Regions from separate parts of the Ovis aries genome. Here region 2 is linked to region 1. Evidence: chromatin contacts called from public Hi-C data. All regions are on one chromosome and are shown on one strand. The core of a region is the stretch at or near the end of the contact, and the rest is flanking DNA. Distances in the headings are between cores, read along the strand shown. Region 1 overlaps RAD51B (RAD51 paralog B). Region 2 has its middle 21 kb from the start of ZFP36L1.

What was found. A called contact is a pair of places that touch in the nucleus more often than the background predicts.
Region 2: a Hi-C map of omental adipose tissue shows a contact between it and region 1, with 4 times the contacts expected there. The contact joins two enhancer-like sites. A contact is called at or near these places in 4 of 16 Hi-C or Micro-C datasets (mesenteric adipose tissue, muscle, omental adipose tissue and 1 more).

Annotation. Positions count from the first base shown.
Region 1 is chr7:78,294,710-78,297,409 of ARS-UI_Ramb_v3.0, forward strand. All of the region lies in intron 8 of RAD51B (RAD51 paralog B), which reads left to right. Among named protein-coding and RNA genes, the nearest start is that of ZFP36L1, 410 kb to the right of the region's middle. Within about 2 kb of position 1,377, at least 9 of the 54 cell types and tissues checked have an H3K27ac peak or open chromatin away from gene starts, as enhancers often do.
Region 2 is chr7:78,722,370-78,725,111 of ARS-UI_Ramb_v3.0, forward strand. No RefSeq gene overlaps it. Among named protein-coding and RNA genes, the nearest start is that of ZFP36L1, 21 kb to the left of the region's middle. Within about 2 kb of position 1,317, at least 34 of the 54 cell types and tissues checked have an H3K27ac peak or open chromatin away from gene starts, as enhancers often do.

The sequences.
Region 1 (2,700 bases), core at 127-2,626:
GATTACAACACTGCCCACGGCCAGAAAATCCTGCCCCATCAGCAAAACAGCTTTCCAGACTGACATAGGACATGTCCCGTTAGAAGATGGCTGAGTTTTAGTTCCAGTTCTGCCCCTGCTTTGTTGGCTCAAATGAGTCACTTCTTCCTTTGTCTATTTCCCCTATTGGTAAGGAGAAGATAATGAACCTTTCCACCTATCAGGCTCACTTGAGTGTTGTAAAGAATAATGAGGTGATATTTGTAAAGTGCTTTGAGCGGCTGGGAAAGAGGAGGGGGAGGGCTCAGTAGAAAGCATTATTAGCTGCAAGCACTTATCAATTGAGCTGTTTAACAATAGCAGAGAGTAAGAATACCCAGAAATGAATTCCAGGGACTGACCCTGCTTTGAATTTAGGAGGAGGATTAGTGGGGACCTAATAGGTATTCCACTTCTCCAGTTTCTTTAGTGGACCGTCAAACTAGGAAAGGTAATTACATTCTTCTATGTTGGATTCAGCCTAGAGTTTCAATTGGGATGTCAAAGCGTACTTGTCTTCTATTCTCCTCCTGAGGCTGTGTTCTGTTGTAATTGTTAAAGCCTTGGGCATCTTCTATCCCCAGGGGTAAATTCACTTAGGAGCTATACAAAGTCATTTCTGTGTAGTGGCTGGGCTGCTGTTTATAAGGTTGATTAGTGGAGCTTTCTAAATCTAAAGCGCCTGGGGAGCAATTTGGATGAAGCTGGGAAATAAAAAAGCAAAGTCTTCATCATGGTTGATCTTTTTTTATTACACTGCTCCATGGGAATTTTCTCAGTAACTCAGTGTATGCACAGTGCAATATGGCTTGACAGCCATTGCCACATCCTCTTTCCTGGGGAAATGGAGACCTAGCCCAGGTTAAGATGAATGTGCCAGGTCACTAAATATATTTAGAGCCACCTTTTAACTTCTCTTACTCCCAACTGAGGGCTTTCTGGTGGTTCAGTGTAAAGAATCCACCTGCCAATACAGGAGACACGGGTTCGATCCCTAGGTCGGGAAGATCCCCTTGGAGGAAGAAATGGCAACCCACTCCAGGATTCTTGCTTGGGAAATCTTACAGACAGAGGAGCCTGGTGGGCTACAGTCCATGGAGTTGCAAAGAGTCGGACACTGTGACTAAGCAATTCCCATTGGGGGTTAGATGAGAGGTATTTGTGGGGGTCTAAGATGTGTAGGAATGTTTCCAAATAATGATTCTGGTCTGTTTCCCCAAACTCATGCCCCGCTGTCTCAAGATCCTTAGGCCTGAGTTCAGTTCTCTCTCATTTTCTGAGTCAGGGCAGAAGAGAGAGGCAAATCAAAACCAGAGAAATGTTTTGAGCTTGTGCAGGTCTCTGTGGGCCAACAGGACAGTGAGCCAAGAAGAATGTGGCTCCCTCCTCATTGGGTAGGAGTAGGGCTGAATTCTTTCATCATCCTCTAGGGGCTGTAGGGAGAGTTCAAGGGGTCATTTGGAACAGAAATTTTCTTGATCAGAGTTATATTAAGGATTAAGGAAAGTATACTGATGGATGCATCTTTGTGCCCTGAAGTTTATGGGCCTTTTTGCAATCGCTGCTTCCACAAACCCTTAACTCCTTAAACCAATCATCCAGGCCTCCATATGCAGGGGTATATGCACTCCCAGGAGACCAGACGTGCCTATACCAGCATCGCTCCATGGTGACTTGTGAGTCTCCTGACATCCACCAGCAGTGAGCCCACCAGCAACCCCATCCTGGTGCCTGTCTCACACACACACACACACACACACACACACACACACAGATACACACACACACATGCGCGCGCGCGCGCAAACACACACACTTGCGAGCACACCCTGGGTGCCAAAGGTCCCTCCTCTCCCCCTGTCATCCCACTGTGTCCAGCAAAGCCCCACTCAGAATTTGGTGCCTCTTTGGGCGCAGATTCAGATCTCTGGGCTCCTTCCTGAGTCTGCCCCCCAACTCCTGCTGGATTTCCTCAGCAAATCTTCTCTGCCCTGAGACTCCTTGAAATCATACGGGATTTACTTGGCAAGATTCTCTGACCTCTTTCAAAGACCCAGATTTCTTGTTTACTGTAGTTTCAATCCTCTAAAAGCATTTGGAATATTTTCTTCATTTCCCTCTCCCAAGGTATCTATTTGGTCCCCGGCAGGCCTCCCCCAGTGCCTTTGGGGGTGGGGGAGGATGCTGAGACACTGGGCCCCAGCCACTGTCCTTTCCTTCACCTTTGCCAGGGCAAAGACCAGTGCTGGGCTGACCTTTCCTGGCCGGGCCAAAAGAGAAGGCTGTGGAAACCCGCACGCCCCCGCGGCCGTCCTGCCCTCTGCGGCCACAGCTGCTTGCCCTCCCTGCCCCCGCCTGCTTTTTTTCTCAGTGATCCTCCACACCGCTGGTGCCCCAGCGAGTCGCTGGGAACAGAGGTCTGTTTCCCCCCCTCCACTGGCCTCGGCTCCCCACACTAGAACATTCAGGCGTCAATGGGAAACAGCAAGATCTGTCAGCATCGCCCCTTTCTTTGGGGCTTTGAGGGCCACATTCTCCACGGCCATCTGTTCCCTTTCACCTCTCTGGACAATGTTGCTTTTTAAAGCCAGGGATTCTTCCTCCTTTATCTCCTCCTCGCCCGCCTCCCCTTCTTCTGCGTTCCCACCCTTCCCCGCCCCCTACCCCATCATCATCTCTCTC
Region 2 (2,742 bases), core at 67-2,566, 430 kb after region 1:
TTTAGCTTCGACCTTCTCCAAGACTGTCAAGGCACTTTCTTTTCTGTCTCATCTTGAGATGGCAGCCTGAAATCACAGCCTCAAGCCCAGTCAGACACACAGACCTTCCTCTGCTGGTCCTTGGGGCCAGCCTTCACATGTCACAGGCTCCAACCCCAAGGCCACACAGTGGAAGCAACAAGAACACTTGGAGCTCAGTGGTTAGTTAGTCCTCTTGGTCAGCTAGGACCCATGGTTTTTGTTCCTTCCACTAAAAATAACAAAGCAATTAAACACAAAAGGGTTCCATCACAGCTTAATAAAATTCCATTGCATGTTCCTTCGCTCAAGGTTCAAAATATTTGGAAAATTTGTTTACAACACTAAAACCATTCAATAATCTCTTGACTCTTGGAATAACCCTTTCCTGTACGACTGACATATGGGAGGGACCAAGGGGGATACAAAGACCACTGTCACACAGTCCCTACCCTCCTGGTGCCCACAGTTCAGAGAGGAGAGAGGAAAACAGAAGCTCCTACAGCAGAGGTCAGTGGAACCACAGGTGGGCAGGGAGGGAAAAGACAGGCTCCGCTGGAAATGAAGGGGGAAATGGAGGATGGTTTCCTGGAGCTTATATTTAAGCTGGATCTTGAAGAACCGATGCTATTAAGAAGAAAGGATATGCGAAGAGCTGAAAAGTACTCGTATGACAGACAATATCAATGTGTGAACCAGGTCAGATACAAGACCGCAGGACCGGTGGAGCCTGGAGGGCCTATGGCTCCTCAAATGGCATTCAGAAAGGCGGCTGAAGGCCTCAAGGTGGAGAGGAGCTCAAAGGAGCAGGCCACTTCAATTCTGCTTCAGCTGCCAGTCCCTGGCTTGGCTGGGAGACGGGCCTGCGTGTGAAGAAGCTGCTGTTAATGCTGTGAGATACAGTTGTCTGGGGGCGGGGGTGCCGACTGACGCTGGGCTAGTCCCAGACACCTGAAGACCACCAGGAGCAACGTTTGCTGCCTGTTCGCGGCCTCTAAGCTTTCTGATCCTGGAATAAGGGGCAAAGAAGGAAGGGGTGACTGGAACAAATCAATTCACTTACAAAGGCTCGGGCTCCTCATGCTATATGGGATATGGGATGGGGTTTCCAAACACCACCACCACCCCGGGGGGAGTTGCCAGGATCCAAGGTTTTCTTCTAGGTCTTGGAAATTCCGCGGCATCGCAGCTTCCAACCCTCAAGGTGCCCTCGCCGCCGGGCTGGGCCGGGCGCCGGCCACGAGGGGGTTAAGGCGCCGCCAAGATGGCCGCCTTGTTTTGCACTCCTGAGGGGTCACGCGGCAGGCTGCCCTTTGCCTCTGGGGAGGCAGTCAAGGTCCCGCCGCCCTCCCCGGGCGGGCGCTCTGCCCTTTGCGGCCGGACGGCGCCTCCTCCCCTGCGCGTCCCGCACTCTCGGGGCCGCTGAACTTTCCAGGCCCCGAGCGAGCCAAACTCCCAACCTTCCAGGCAGCAGGCCTGGCCTTGGAGGAGGCGAGGCACGGAGCCCCACCCAGCCACCCCCGGCGATACCGGGGCCGGGGGTGCGCTCCAGCCGGCTCCTTCGGCCTCTGAGAGCGTCTGGGGGACCTGTGAGCCGAGGCCGCAGCCTGGGCCGCGATCCCTACTTCTCGTCTCTTGCCTGAAGCCGCCCCGGCCGCCTCCCGGAAGGCCTCCGAGGGCTGCGCCCGCCTGCAGCCGAGCAGGGGCGCGATGCAACGTGGTCGCACTGCCCTCCAGTGGCCGGTGTGCCGAACAGCACGGCGGGCCGGGGCAAGGGTCCCGGTGATGACCCAGGGTCCCGGACACTCGGCCGGGCCGGCGGGCCCGACGTGGACTTGCTCATCCCCAGTGCCTTTTATCGGCGGCCCTTTGCCGCGGGGGCACTGATCCAACAGCAGGGCATTTGCTTCCGCCAGTGGTTCTTGAACTCCTCTGTGCCCCCTGAATCTGAGTGCCCAGTTGCTTCAAACCCAGATTCCTACACCCAAAGTCAGGACATCTGCATTTCCTTGCTAACAAGTTCCCAGGAGCAGCTCCTAGGGAGACATTTATAGAACAACTGGCCCAGCGGCTCCTCCTGTCCTGAGGATCCTGTTATTCACTCATTGAGTCTCATATGCCCTGCTGGGCACTGAAGACCAGAGGTGACCGTCACCAAGCTCCTACCTCATGAGACCCTCTCTAACAGAAGAGACAGATTCGTTTAAACAGATAATCTCATAAATAAATACGGTTCCATTTGAGAAAGTGTTCAAATTCCTCTGAAGGAAAAGAATAAGCTGCTCAAAGAACTTGTATGCATGGAAAACTATTTCAGAGTTGGGATGAGGAGGCTGTTGTTCCCTCTCTGAGGAACCTCTAAGCTGAGGCCAACAGGAAGAAGGAAGAGATGTCAGGGAGGTGGGAGAGAGTCTGAGGCAGCAGGTAGAACAGGTGAGAAGCTGTAGATGGTGAAAGGAGATGCAGAGACTGGAAGGATGGAACTGGATGGTGGAAGGGGAGGGGATGTAGAGGGTCAGAGACCCCAGGTCTATTCATCTGGTACCCAAAGACCCCACTTCAAAAGGGGCAACATGCAGAGAAAGCTGAACAATTAGCCACCTGCCTCAGAGCCCAGGAATCATGTCCCACCAGCGAAAACCTCTGCCAAGTGCCCCGGGCCCGTGAACTTGCTGCTCCCTGAACCAGATTTGTGCGGGCTTCTCCCCTAAACCTGAAGGAGAG